2 separate regions of the Sus scrofa genome follow, and region 1 is linked to region 2. Evidence: chromatin contacts called from public Hi-C data. All regions are on one chromosome and are shown on one strand. Each heading gives the region's core, a stretch centred on a gene start, on an enhancer-like site or on the middle of the called end of the contact. The rest is flanking DNA. Distances are from core to core; before and after follow the strand shown.

Region 1 (6,645 bases), core at 1,601-4,100, 77 kb before region 2:
TAGCTGTTGGCGTATTCACCCTCCGCCCTCCAGCAGCTTCTGGATGTTAAATATTATCTCTTCATGTGAGTTGTACCAGAAGGAAGAGTCATCTGTTACTCTTTTCCTAATGAGCCCTCAAACTGGTTTGCAGGGCAGTTATAGATCCCTTCTCCTTCTTCCCAGAGGACTGATTAGTTCAGATTTAGCTGCTTGGTCTTATTCTCCCCCAGGACTCAAATTTTATTCTTCTTGTTCACTTTCCTACCTCACCCGCCCCATAGAACAAAATAACCAGAAACGGTAACAAACCAGACGGTGTGATGTGGTGGCAGGACATTGATTGAGAAGCTAAATATTTCTTTTGCTACCATAGCAACTACTACTAAATGCCTTATCACTTAACTTTGAAGCTCTTTGGAAAAGTGAAAGTTATTTTGCGTATAAGTGCTTAAAATCACCTCAATTACCTAAGATGCTTTCATCTTCCTTCCAAGATTCTTCTTAAAGAGACTTGCTGTTTTCTAGAGATACTCTTACAAATGCAAAATACAGTATTGATGGATTTCTCCAAACTCACTGATTTTCATATTCCCTGAGACTGACAAGGATATTATGAAGATGACAATAGAAAACATTTCCATAAAAATACTTAATCAAAAATGTTTAAAATTTGATGCTTAAAGATACTTTCAATTATCTGGAAAATTGACACTAGGTAACTGAGGGCTCATTCAACAATTTAGTTGATAAACATGTATTAAGTGCCTCAAAGTGTTGCATAGTGCAAAGGCTGCAAACATAAAGGAGATTCAGAAACGGCTGCTGCTTTCAAGGAGCTCAACTAAAAATTGCTTGCTTTATGTAAATCACCTATACTTCAATTTTAAAAATTGCTTGCTTTATGTCTTGTATAAATGCTTAATATTTTCCACGACATTTTTCCACGTGTAATGGTTCATTTCATCCCCAGATTAATCCTGGTTTCACACTTTATAAACTTGAGTTTCTTTTTGCTCACTGTTATTTGGCAACCAGAATGTTCATTTTGATGATGATAAAGTTCAGATTTCTCCACCATACTTGATTTGATTTATGTGCCTAATGATTAGGAGTTTACAAAGGGTCTCATTGGAAATAATTAAGTTTTTCTATCTTCTCACCTTCTGGTCCTTGTTCCTCTTCCCTGCATTTCTCCCTGAGGGAGGCAAGGCTAAAATGACTTCAAATAACCCATGAGTGTTCTTAAGATTACAGTGACCCCCTACTATGCACCTGTGGTGGAAACTGGCTCTTGACTTCATTCCCACCAAAGCCTTTAAGCCTAATCTCGGAAGTTCATTCCTACTTCAGTTTTGCTTTCTGATTTTTTATTCCATTCCTTATTTGTTCCTTTATTCATTTCTTTATTCCATTCCTGATTCGTTCTTTCTATCATTCTGTGCTCTCTTGGACTCCTGTTTTCATCAAAAAATGGAAATGGAATAATTTTAGGGATTATTCTGCCCAATTCTTTCACTTTATGGGGAGGAGCCAGGCTCCACAGCCATGAGGAGCTCCAAAGCCTTAGAAATAAGTGGTAGAGTTGGACTTGAACTCAGAGGCTCTACACTTTTTGACCAGATGTCTATTTAAAGACATCATGCTTTTTCTTTTTTCTTTTTTTTCTTTTTTTTTCCATGCCCATGGCATGTGGAAGTTCCCAGGCCAGGGATCATGCCACAGCCTGGGCTACTTCAGTGACAATGCTAGGTCCTTAACCCACTGCACCACAAGGGAACTCCAACGCCATACTCTCTTTAAAAGCTATCTGTCAATGAAACATCCTTCCCAGGATAACATTCTTTAATATTGCTAATACATTAATATTTGGCTACCACTGCAACAGAGATCTACCTAGTTTTGTAATATTTTACAGATTATATTGTCACTCAGTTTTCCCAGAGCGTACCTGTTCACATAAGAGTTATACTATCATCGAATCAATTACTGAGCATCTACTATGTGCCAGGCATAACATAGGTGTCAGGAAAGGAAAACTACCTGGTTTGGAGATGACTTTAATTGAAAATATTCTTTGCATTTGTGTAGGATCATTTAACATTGGATTACTAGGAACTGTGCAGTTTTAGTGTAAGCAGCCCTGTGTGAGAAAAGCATGACAAGAATTGAATCCTAAAAAGACGTTGAAGGCAGAAATTAAAGCCTTTATGCATTTAGGATGTCACACTTGCACAAGACCCTCCCCAACCCTTATTTATTCATTGTTTTATTGACCGTACAGCTGGTTTATACTGTTATTAGTTTCAGGTGTACAACATAGTGATTCAGTATCTTTTTAGATTATACTCCATTTAAAGAGATTTTAAAATACTGGCAATATTCCCTATGCTGTACATTACGTCTTTGTACCTTATTTATTTTATGCATAATAGTTTGTACCTCTTAAGCCCCTTCCCCCATCTTGCGCGCCCCTAGCCGCCCCTCCCCCCTGGGGAGCCACTGGTTTGTTCTCTGTACAAGAACCTCCACGTGTGGTTTTAAAAATCGCTCCAATGAACACTGTAAATGAGCTGTAATGGAAAAAAATAAAAATCATTATTTAAAAAAAAAATCTTCAAATTTGCTACCAAAAATACCAACAAAGGTTCATCTCGGGGTATCTCTATTTACTGGACTCCCCATTCCCTTCAACAGGCTCCAGCTGGCGGGGTGGGCGGGGGGAGGGGGCACGGGCGCACCGAGAAGCCCGGCCGCCGCCTCCAGCCTGGGGTCGGGTCGCGTTCCGGCGGGTCCCAAGCTCCCGTCTGCAGTCCGCCCGCAGGGGCGGGGCAGGGGCGGGGCGGGGGGGCGGGGCTGGATGGGGTGGGCGGTGCCCGGCTCTTCTTGCTGCGCTGGGACTGCTCCCCTACGGAGACTTGGTCGGGGCCATGCAGACGGCGGCGTGGGCACGGTACTTGTCTCGGTCGTGGCTCTGCAGGTGCGACTCTGACCCATCCCCGAGCCCCCAAAGGCAACCCCGGGTTCGAACCCCGTAATCCAAGCTTTGTCTTGCGTTGCAGGAGGGCCTGGCCAGGCTGCAGCCGGCACTACCGGGCCGTGCTGTGCTCCGAGTTGAAGCAGCCCCTGGCAATTGAGGAGGTCGCCCCCCGTCCTGTTGGGCCCCACGAGGTAGGGTGACTCGCCTGGCTCCGGACCCCTGCACGCCCCTTTTGAAATTGCAGTCCTCCTCGGTGGGACTTAACACCCACCTGCACCTCAGATTCGGGCTCGTATCCACTGTCTCTGACTTGGAGGGGACTGAACCCACTGGACTTTGTTTTTGTTTTTAACTAAAACCGCCCACCTAATGTTGGGACTTACTGACGACTCTGCACCCCGACAGACAACGGGACAGGCAGAGTGAGTTTATTAGCACAGGAGGTTTGTGAGAGATCTGAGAAGGCAGGCTGTGTCCCAGGACTGAGAGGACACATTAATTTTTATAAACGAAAGAAACGTAGGAAGCGAAGACCACCTTCTTCCTCAATCTCTGGCAGAAGTCAAGGTCACATCATTAGTTCCTTCTTTGACCCCACATAGTTTAACCCAGCAGTCATAGTGCTATTTAAATCTATGTATAAATTAACTATACTTCAATAAAACTTAAATCATATGTGTATTAGCAAAAGGGTGGTAACATACTAAAATTTGGTAATTCATTTCAGGTTTTGGTATAATATCCCCTTTCACCTAGTGTCTTTCCCTTTGCACCTCACCTATATTCCTGTCTTGGCAGAAATGCTACTCTTCAAGGACTATTAACTGACTTCATGTAACAAGATTCAGGCTCTATTGTCCTGTGTTTTAACTAGCAGCACTTGTGGCTTGAGTGTTTCTGGCACTTGAATGTGCCTGACCTTCCTTCAAGGTAGAGTAGATTGTTGCTAGGTTACTGGATTCTTTCCCCCCAGTGGTCATTAGTTTACAGGGCCTCCCAACTCCTTTAAAATTGCCTGTCTTTAATCCCTTACTGGGATTTATTTAATTATCCTGCTCTATCCCTATCACTTTCACTCTCTCCACAGGGCCACCACCCACATCCTGGGGCTCCTGTCCCCACCCAATTCCTGAGTGGACTGAAGGGTTACTTTGAGCTGGGCTTCTAGAAAGGCCCTTTTTGCGGGGTGGGGTGGGGGGGTGTCACAAAAAAAGCTGAAGTGCAAAGTGCAAAAAGTTTTGTTCCCTGAAACAGCCAGAGCGGTTGGTTGCCTTAGAAACAGAGAATTCTGATTTACACAGGACTTTGCATAACCAACTGAAAGTTTTTTTTTTTTTTTTTTTGTCTTTTTGCCATTTCTTGGGCCGCTCCTGCGGCATATGGAAGTTCCCAGGCTAGGGGTCTAATCGGAGCTGAAGTCGCTGGCCTACACCAGGGCCACAGCAACGTTGGATCCGAGCCATGTCTGCAACCTACACCACAGCTCACGGCAACGCTGGATCTTTAACCCACTGAGCAAGGGCAGGGACTGAACCCGCAACCTCATGGTTCCTAGTCAGATTTGTTAACCACTGCGCCACGACGGGAACCCCCTGAAAGTTATTGATTAACCCAGAGAAATGGATCCCATCCTTTGCTTCCTCTCCTTCAGTGTCAGCATGTGACATTGCCCTCCCTCCTCCCCCCAGCCAGCTCGTTAATGCCCTGTATTTCCATGCTGCTGCATCTTGAGCCCTCCTCTGGTATACTGCAGTGATTTGGGGTGATGGGGCTTAGTTAAGGATTGTGGGCATGTACCCACAATTAGGGTGGTGGGAAATATGATTGTCACGTTGGCCTGGCCCGTCGACCACCTGGTGACACTGTCCTCTCTTGTGGAGAACGAGAACCTCGGACAGGGTGAAGCAGGCAGTGAGTCTCGGGGTTGGGGGCCCCTGGTAAGAGACAGAAATATGGCTGCAGCCCGGAAGCATCCCTGACACGGACCCTGTGACTCAGTGGATGATTTGGGTGAGTGCAGAATAGCAGTCAGTCCGCTTCCTGGGATTCGCATGCTGAAAGATGTTCACCTTGAGTCAAGGTGAAGTGTGGCTTGAGGATTTATATGTGCCATACACGCCAACACCTGTGTCATGCACACAGGGTGCGTAGGCTTGAGGGCAGGGCTCCTTTGTTCTGTTATTTGTCCAGACACTTCTCTGTCAGGAATCAGCTCATGAGAGCGGGGACTCTACAGGTTTTATCCACCATTATGTTCCCAGAGTCGGGAATGGTGCCTGGTGTGTGGCAGATGCTTCAGACATTGTTGAATGAAGGCATTGTGCCCATAAAATATCTCCTCACCAATACGGCCATCTCTGTATGAAATCGGAAATCTGAACAAATGAAAGAATGTCACTGAGGCTGCATTTCCTCCTGTGATTCCAAGCCCTGATAAGTTGGATTGATTACTTCTGTGATTCCAAGCCCTGTTGATTTTTATTGATCTAACGTCAGGCTGCATCAGAATCACCCTTGTCAGTAAAGATCACTGGGCTTTGTCCCCAGAGTTTTTTTTTTTTTTTTCCCCACGCCCACTGCCTGTGGAAGTTCCTAGGTCAGGGATCAAACCTGAGCCACAACAGTGATGATGCCAAATCCTTAACTGCTAGGCTACCAGGGAACACCCTTTCCCCACGGTTGCTGATTCAGTAGGTTGGGGCTGAGATTTTGAACTTTCAATAAGTTGCCAGGTGACACCGAAGATGGTGGTCTGGGGAACCACACTTGGAGAACCACTGCCTAACAAAGTCTAGAGAAACTGCTGCAGGCTTGCCTCCCCTCTAGCTACTTCAAGGAACATAGAAGGTAGGCACTCTAGGACCAGCTTCTCCGATGTCTGACTCCCCAGACAGCTGATCATGTTACCCTCTGATTAAAGTCTTTAAGTGGCTTACCTTGTTCCTGCTAGGAAGACCAAGATCTTCAATGAAGCCTACAAACCCTTGGATGGTGTGGGGCTGCCGTCCAGCCCCCTCTTTTTCTCTTCTTTGTGCTCTAAACTCACTGTTTTTTCTTTTGTCCTCACCCCTGGGCCTTTGCACATGTCATTGCTTTTGTCTGTGCCAGGCTCCCACCCTTTTGAATGGTAACTCTTAGCTGTTCTTAGTTCAAGTGTTACTTTTGCAGGGGATTCTCCTTATTTCCCCCAAAGGTCAAAACTCCCCAGTGTGTGCTTTTATAGCACCCTATATTTGTGCACCGTACCTTTAACATTTTGTGTAGGAGTTGTAATTTATTTTTTAAAAATTATTTTTCTTTTTGTCTTTTTAGGGCCACACCCATGGCATATGGAGGTTCCCAGGCTAGGGGTCAAATCAGAGCTATAGCTGCTGGCCTACGCCACAGCCACGGCAATGCCAGATCCAAGCTGTGTCTGGCGACCTACGCCACAGCTTACGGCAATGCCAGATCCTTAACCCACTGAGCAAAGCCAGGGGTCGAACCTGCGTCCTCATGGATGCTAGTCAGATTCATTTCTGCTGAGCCACAATGGGTGCTCCCAGGAGTTGTAATTTAATACATAAGTCTTCATAATCCTTTGGTTAATGTCTGTCTTCTTGACCATAGTTTTAGCTAGCTCCATGAGGGCAGGAACACTGTCCATTTTGTCTCATGATTGTACACTGGTACTTAGTTCAGTACCT
Region 2 (6,799 bases), core at 472-2,971:
CCAGATGAGGTCACAGCAAAGACACCGCTGCTCGATGCCTTGAGAAGAGTTAGAAAAGAGCCATTTTTCTTTGTACCTGAGATGATGGTACTGCCATCATTTTGTTCCTAGTGTTATGGATAGTTTGTACATCATGCATATTTTTCTTCTACTCCTCATTATAGCCAAGACTGGGTCTCTGGCCAAGTGACAGTGAAGTCAGTTCCTAACAGGGAGGTCATCAAGCATGTGGCTGGGCTGTGAAGAGTCCGACCATCATTTACTCTGAGGGTGGCGGACACACACACACAAAGGAACTTATACTCTATACCAATAGTAAGGCTTTAGGTATGTGCTAGTGGCAGCATCCGACCTGCTAGCAAAGAGGAACCTGTTTCAGCGCTGAAAACACAAGCATCCGTGCACGCCTGCTGCTGCAGAGTTGTATCGAACCCATGCTAGTGGGTTCAGAGAGGACTGAGATGCAGCTGACAGACTTTCATTGTTAGCTTTCACTTACCAGTTTTATTCGCTTTGGCAAATCCAGTCAGCCTTCTGTGTCTGTGGGTCTGCCTCCAACTGATAATTGAAAATATTCAAAGAAAAGAAAGTTCCAGCAAATTCCAAAAAGCTGTTTGCAGACAACAATTGACATCGCACCTACATTGCATTTACAACTATTTACATAGCATTTACATTGTTAGGCATCATAAGTCATCTAGAGATGACTGCAAGGAGATGGAGGATGTGTGACACCATTTTATCGAAGGGACTTGAACTTCCCCGGGTCCTGAAACCAGTTCCCCCATGGATAGTGAAGGATGACTGTGTGTTTTTATACCTGCTGTTTGCCAGAAACTCAGCTTCACAGCTTGCTGGTATCTTTCTGAACTCTTGGGAGTAGAAAGTGACTTGTCTTTGTTTTCTCTGAGGGTGCAGTGCCGAGGCAAGGGAGTCCTTACGTCTGGCACGAAGATTATCGAGATCAAAAGTACCTCCAGGAACATCAGCGTGCAAACCAGAAGAGTCCATTTGCTGAGACGCAGTTCCAGTAAGTGAGCCCCAGTTCCAGGAAGTGTGAAAGGAGAGGCTGATTCAGCCTTATTTGGCCAAACCCAGGCCATGCTGAGCAAACCTCACGGTGTCAGGTGCTCGTCCCTCACCTTTGGAAGCCTGTCTGCTTTCGTTCTGGCCCCAGGGATGTGGGAGTAGCCCAGGATGGCTGGGCCAGCTGTTAACATGGATTCTTGGAGGAGGGAGTCTTAATTCTGGAGGCAGTTTCCAACACCTGCCGTGAGTTCCCCAAACTGTGAGATTACATTAGGTCCATTTTTTTTTTTTTTTTTTTTGTAGGGCTACACCCGAGGCATTTGGAAATTCCCAGGCTAGAGGTCGAATCAGAGCTGCAGCTGCAGACCTATGCCGCAGCGACAGCAACTCAGGATCCGAGCCGCATCTACGACCTACACCACAGCTCAGGCAACGCCGGATCCTTAACTTACTGAGTGAGGCTGGGGATCAAACCCGCATCCTCATGGACACTATGTCAGGTTCTGAACCTGTGGAGCCACAACGGGAACTCCTGAGGTCCATCTTAAAGGAGGGCCTTAAATCTGTGTTGGCCTTGGAACAGATGTGGCCTTGCAAAAGTTCTCATGATTGGCCCTGCCTTGGGCAGTGGTGCTTCTCCTCTGCCCACTCCTGTGCTCTGAGAATGGGCTCTGCCCTGGGAGAAGGCCAGTGGGGAAGAGCATTTGGTGCAAGCACCTGTCCTGATGCCCTTAGGGCTGGGGCCTTTCCCTGCCTGGAATTAGCAACCCGACTGCTCTGATTTAAGTCATTCTGGATGTCAGGCTGCAGAGACAGCCTTTTCTGCAGGGTTTGGGACCACTTCTAGCAACCGTATTATGAACCCCAGGAGCTCCTGTTTTTCTGGGGTTAATGGATCGAGGTTGCAGAAGGGAGGACTAGGCTTTTCCCTGAGGCACATGAGCCAACCTGAACCCTGCCCACACTTTGCAATAGAACAGCCTCCAGCAGAGAGCAGCTCAGCCTTGCTGTCCTGGCCCAGACCCCCTCTCACCTGCTCCTGTCATTTCGCTGCAGATCTAAGAGTCAGAACCCGTATAAAGACAGTCCTGCTTCAAACTCTGGACAGGAGGAGCCTGGGGACTTACTTCCAGAGAGTCTGTTAACTGAGGCCCAGAAAAACAAGGTAACCTGAAGTGACATGAGGCTGGTGGTCTGTGACAGTGCATCACAACTGCCACTGTCAGCAGTGGCAGGGCAGGGAGCTGGGTTGGGGTGGGAGTCCCCATTGGCCAGCATTTCTAAGGGGTCCCACTCCTTCCCACTCGGCAGAGCCTTTCCCGGCTTCCTGTTTCAGTCTTCTGGGCCTGGAGTCCTGATCTGAACCTTTTCCATTTTCTTGCCAAGTCAATCGGCTGGCTCAGGAAGTGTCACCCAAGCCACTCCAGATGCTTGGAAAGAGGAGACGAGACTGTCACCAGTACCCCAGAGGACTAGCGATTTCTTTTACTCAGGAAGAGGGAAGTTGCTAGAATCTTTTAATTCAGGTCTTTCTTAACTCCACCATCTCCCTTCTAAAACCTTACTGTGTATACCAGTCGGCCTACAAAATGAAGCTCTTGAATTTTTCAAAATAAACATTAAATTTTGGAAGAATATGAAATCTATGGAGACGTTGCAAAGATCCTACAAAGACAAGCTCTTAAGTTTCGACGGTCGTGTGTTAATTTTGTTTCCCTGATGAGATCTGTCTGATTTGGGGACACCGTCTCTTCTGTATACCTGAGCTTTACAGACCAGGGCACCTAGTGTGACTAACAGTAACACAACACAAAATAACAGCCAGCAATACACACGTGTGGCACCTTACAGTGGACAAAGAGCTTTTGCATCATGATTTACATCCTTGTTCTACAATCCTCCCAGGATGTAAGTTCTGTGAATTTCTAGTCACCTGTATCCCTAAGGGAAAGCCCAGCCCCTGGAGCATGGTAATTGTGCATTAAACAGTTGGCGAATGAGGAGCTCCCACTGTGGCTCAGTGGGTTAAGAACCCAACATAGTGTCCGTGACGATGTGAGTTCAATCCCTGGCCTCGCTCAGTGGGTTAAGGATAGGGCATGGCTGCAAACTGTGGCATAGGTGCAGACGTGGCTCAGATCCAGGGTGGTTGTGGCTGTGGCGCAGGCCTGCAGGTGCAGCTCTGATTTGACCCCTAGCACGGGAATGTCCATATGCCACAGGTATGGCTGTAAAAAACAAACAGAAACAAAAAGCAGTTGGTAAATGAATGCAAGATCAAGTTCTTGAACTATACAGGGTAGGTGTAATTATCTCCATTACCGATGAAGGTACTGGGGTCAGAGAGTCTAAATCACTTGTTCAAGGTCACAGCAACTAGGTATTGACAAAGCTGGAATTTGAATCCACCCCCTGCCCCAGGACCTGCACTTTCCTCCCAGACCAGAATGAATCCTTTAGCAAACACCTGTCAATTGCATGGTCCTTCTTTTCCTTTCAAACCATCCACATTCACTAAATTTATTTGATAAAGTCTGAATTTTATTGCTTGGAAGAAACACTTGGGCAGACTGTCTCTTGGAAAGTGTTTCTGCTTCATGTAGGTTTTCATTGTTTTTAACTTCCAGCCATCCCTGACGGAGGAGTCCAACCTTCTCCGACAGCACGAGTCTGGTCTCAGCTCCAGCAGCTATGAGCTCAGCCAGTACATGGCCAACGCCTTCGAGCCGCACGACCCCACGGCTTCCACAGCTTGGAGTCCAGTTCAGGCTGGTGGGTACTGGAGGGGTCAGAGGAGTTGGCTGCCTCCCACGAGAAGAGGGTGGGTGGCACATCTCTTGGAAAGTCACCTTTCTCCTGCATTGCCAAGAGCAGATCATTTGTCTGCCTCATTTGCGGACGTAAGCCTCCTGGGCAGTGTGGCCAAGGTTTGGTTCCCTTCCCCACTTTTCTCTAGTCCTGGAGATTGCATCACAGCTGGTTCTTGGAAGGGAACAATGCCCCTGGCCATCAGCAGGCTGGGAAAGGAGGCGCTCAGAGGAGCTGTTAGGTAACAGGTGGCGAAAGTAAAGGCCAGGCTCACTTTGGGAGCATGAAGGCAGATCACGAAGGTCTGGATGTAGGAGGCTTGTCTTGAGTCCTGGGGCCGTGAGAGGCGGAGCCCCTGGCCTGTCCCCATCACGGTCTCTGGCCCCGGTGCGTTGTCATTTGGATCAAACCATCGACTGCTTGCATTACATTCGACATAGTCTCAGGCTCCACGCTGGCCTCGGGCATGGGCTTCTTCTAATGCTGTAGTTCAGTTAGATTCTTGCCGTGGACCCAGGTGGAATTTGGAAAGAAATGTGTTTATGGGGTATTTCTCAAGTAAAGCAAAGCAGGGGCAGTCATGCTAACGGTGCCCTCCTGTGTCTCTTGGTCAGAGGATGTCTCGGCGGCTGGTCCCAAGGCACCCATGAAGTTCTACGTCCCTCACATGCCTGTGAGTTTTGGGCCAGGGGGTCAGCTGGTGTGTGTGGGTCCCAGCTGTCCCGGGGATGGAGAGACGGCCCTTGTTGAACTGCACAGCATGGAGGTAAACAAGATTCTGTGTCCCTGGGGGACCGGCACGTTGCTCCCTGCTTCCCTTTGCCCAAGACCAGGCATCTTCAGGAATAGGGTGGGAGACCTGGGCCAACACTCCATGGACTGGTCTCTCTCTGTGTGTGTGTGTGTGTGTGTGGTGTGTGTGTGTGTGTGTGAAGGAATGAATGGGCCTCCTTTCTGACAGAAGCGATGCTAGACTTCATGTTTTTCCTGAGATACTCTTGGCTCAGATTCAGCAACCAGAGAACTCATTTTTGTCCTGCTTTGTCCAGGAGGCCCTGAGCCATGTCCTGGGACCATGGCTCTGGGTTCTGATATGGGACTAGACCCAAAGGGGCTTTGGGTGGACGTAGTCTTTTTTTTTTTTTTTTTGTCTTTTTGCCGTTTCTTGGGCCGCTCCCGCAGCATATGGAGGTTCCCAGGCTAGGGGTGGAATCGGAGCTGTAGCTGCCAGCCTACGCCAGAGCCACAGCAACACGGGATCCGAGCCGCATCTGCAACCTACACCACAGCTCACGGCAACGCTGGATCGTTAACCCACTGAGCAAGGGCAGGGACCGAACCCGCAACCTCATGGTTCCTACTTGGATTTGTTAACCACTGTGCCACGACGGGAACTCTGGGTGGACGTAGTCTTAAAGACCAATTTTGAGTTTTTTGTTCCAGGTTATTCTTAATGATTCTGAGGAGCAAGAAGAGATGAGGACTTTCCCGGGACCCTTGGTCAGGTAAATTACCATGAGAGCTGCCAAATAAGGGCTTTTGAAATCTTCCTGCTCTGATCTGAGTCAGCATTTTGGGGATGTGTTCTTGGCTTTCTTGAAAGAAAAGGTCCATCCCATCAGAGTAGCTTCTCTGTGCTACATGTTGGAGCCAAATGTGGCCGGAGTCCTTTTGACAAGCAGTTCGAGTGTGGAAAGGCAGAAAGAGAAATGAAAGGTTTAAAAGTCTGAAATCAGTTCTGTTTTACAAAGGCTGCATGGGAGGAGGTTTTACTGTCCTGTGTACTTAATGCTACTGAAACTGATAGAGAAGTGGAGCACAGCCTGGGAAATCACAGGCAAGTGGATCATATGGAAAAAAATTTTCTGGAGCCATAAGGAACATGGGCCGCATTTGTTGCTGGACAGTGTGCAAGTCTGCCCTCTGCAGGATGGAGCTGGAACTGCTTCCACATTCCTAGTCTGTTTCTGATAAATGGTCAAGGTGCTCTTTGCTGTGGAAAGACAAGTCCAGGCTGGGGTCAGAGGACTTGGGTTTTAGGCCCAGGCATCCATGGCAGACAGCTTAGGTAGCCCTTTCTGAGCATTCTTTTGCCTTTTAAAAATGCTTTAACATAAGCTGTGTGGGTTCTGTGAGACTCATGTGAGATACTGCACATCTCAGCCCTTTCAAGATCATCACTGCTATGGAAATGTATCTTTACCTGAAGCTTCCCCCTCCGAGAAAAACTCTAGTCTTTTGACAGTTCCTTCATGTAAAAATGAGTGTCTCTATTTCTGACACACAGCTATACAGAGGTGGGGTAGAACCCTGAGTTGAATATTTGGACACTAGGGTACTTAAATTTTTTTAAATTTTTTGCTTTTTAGGGCCACACCTGTGGCATATGGAGGTTCCCAGGCTAGGGGTCGAATCAGAGCTACAGATGCTGGCCTACACCACAGCCACAGCAGTGCCAGATCTGAGCTGTGTCTGTGACCTACACCACAGCTCAATGCAATGCCAGATCCTTAACCCACTTAGTGGGGCCAGGGATCGAACCCGCAACCTCATGGTTCCTAATCGGTTTCGTTTCCACTGAGCCATGATGGGAACTCCTAATCATTCCTGTTGATTGAGCATTATATACTCTACATAATTGGCTAATTCCTTTTTGCATGGAGGTAGATTTTTAAAAAATATCTCTATTTTAGGGGAAAGAGCAGGGATCGGGGGAGATAAACCTGGGTAAGCTGAGAAGTGGCAGGTTAGATTTAAACTCAGGGTTGTCTGACCCCAAAGTCTGTGCTCTCCTCCGCCACCCAAACAGTGATTTCAGATGTCTGGGCCTCAGTTTCCTCCTCTGTAAAATGGAGAGGGTGGACAAGGGACTTGGAGGTCCCTTTGTGCTCCACAAGAAAACAACCCTCCTGTAGCTACAGACTCCTTACCGGGTCCTGGGTCATCAAGCTTCTGTCCCAGC

Evidence for each region. A called contact is a pair of places that touch in the nucleus more often than the background predicts.
Region 1: a Hi-C map of fetal skeletal muscle shows a contact between it and region 2, with 2.4 times the contacts expected there. The contact joins the promoter of LOC106505010 here to the enhancer-like site in region 2. A contact is called at or near these places in 8 of 47 Hi-C or Micro-C datasets (embryonic fibroblasts, epiblast stem cells, fetal heart ventricle and 3 more) and 1 of 2 datasets of contacts at active chromatin or transcription factors (skeletal muscle).

The regions. Positions count from the first base shown.
Region 1 is chr9:119,889,553-119,896,197 of Sscrofa11.1, reverse strand. LOC106505010 (quinone oxidoreductase-like protein 2) reads left to right here and starts at 2,850. Exons shown (of 10, transcript XM_021063967.1): 1 at 2,850-2,959; 2 at 3,042-3,150. The coding sequence starts at 2,910.
Region 2 is chr9:119,811,718-119,818,516 of Sscrofa11.1, reverse strand. It overlaps SEC16B (protein transport protein Sec16B), which reads left to right. Exons shown (of 27, transcript XM_021063708.1): 5 at 919-1,030; 6 at 2,086-2,194; 7 at 3,657-3,801; 8 at 4,452-4,603; 9 at 5,281-5,342. Among named protein-coding and RNA genes, the nearest start is that of SEC16B, 28 kb to the left of the region's middle. Within about 2 kb of position 1,721, at least 3 of the 83 cell types and tissues checked have an H3K27ac peak or open chromatin away from gene starts, as enhancers often do. A contact at or near this core is called in fetal skeletal muscle, where this site is marked.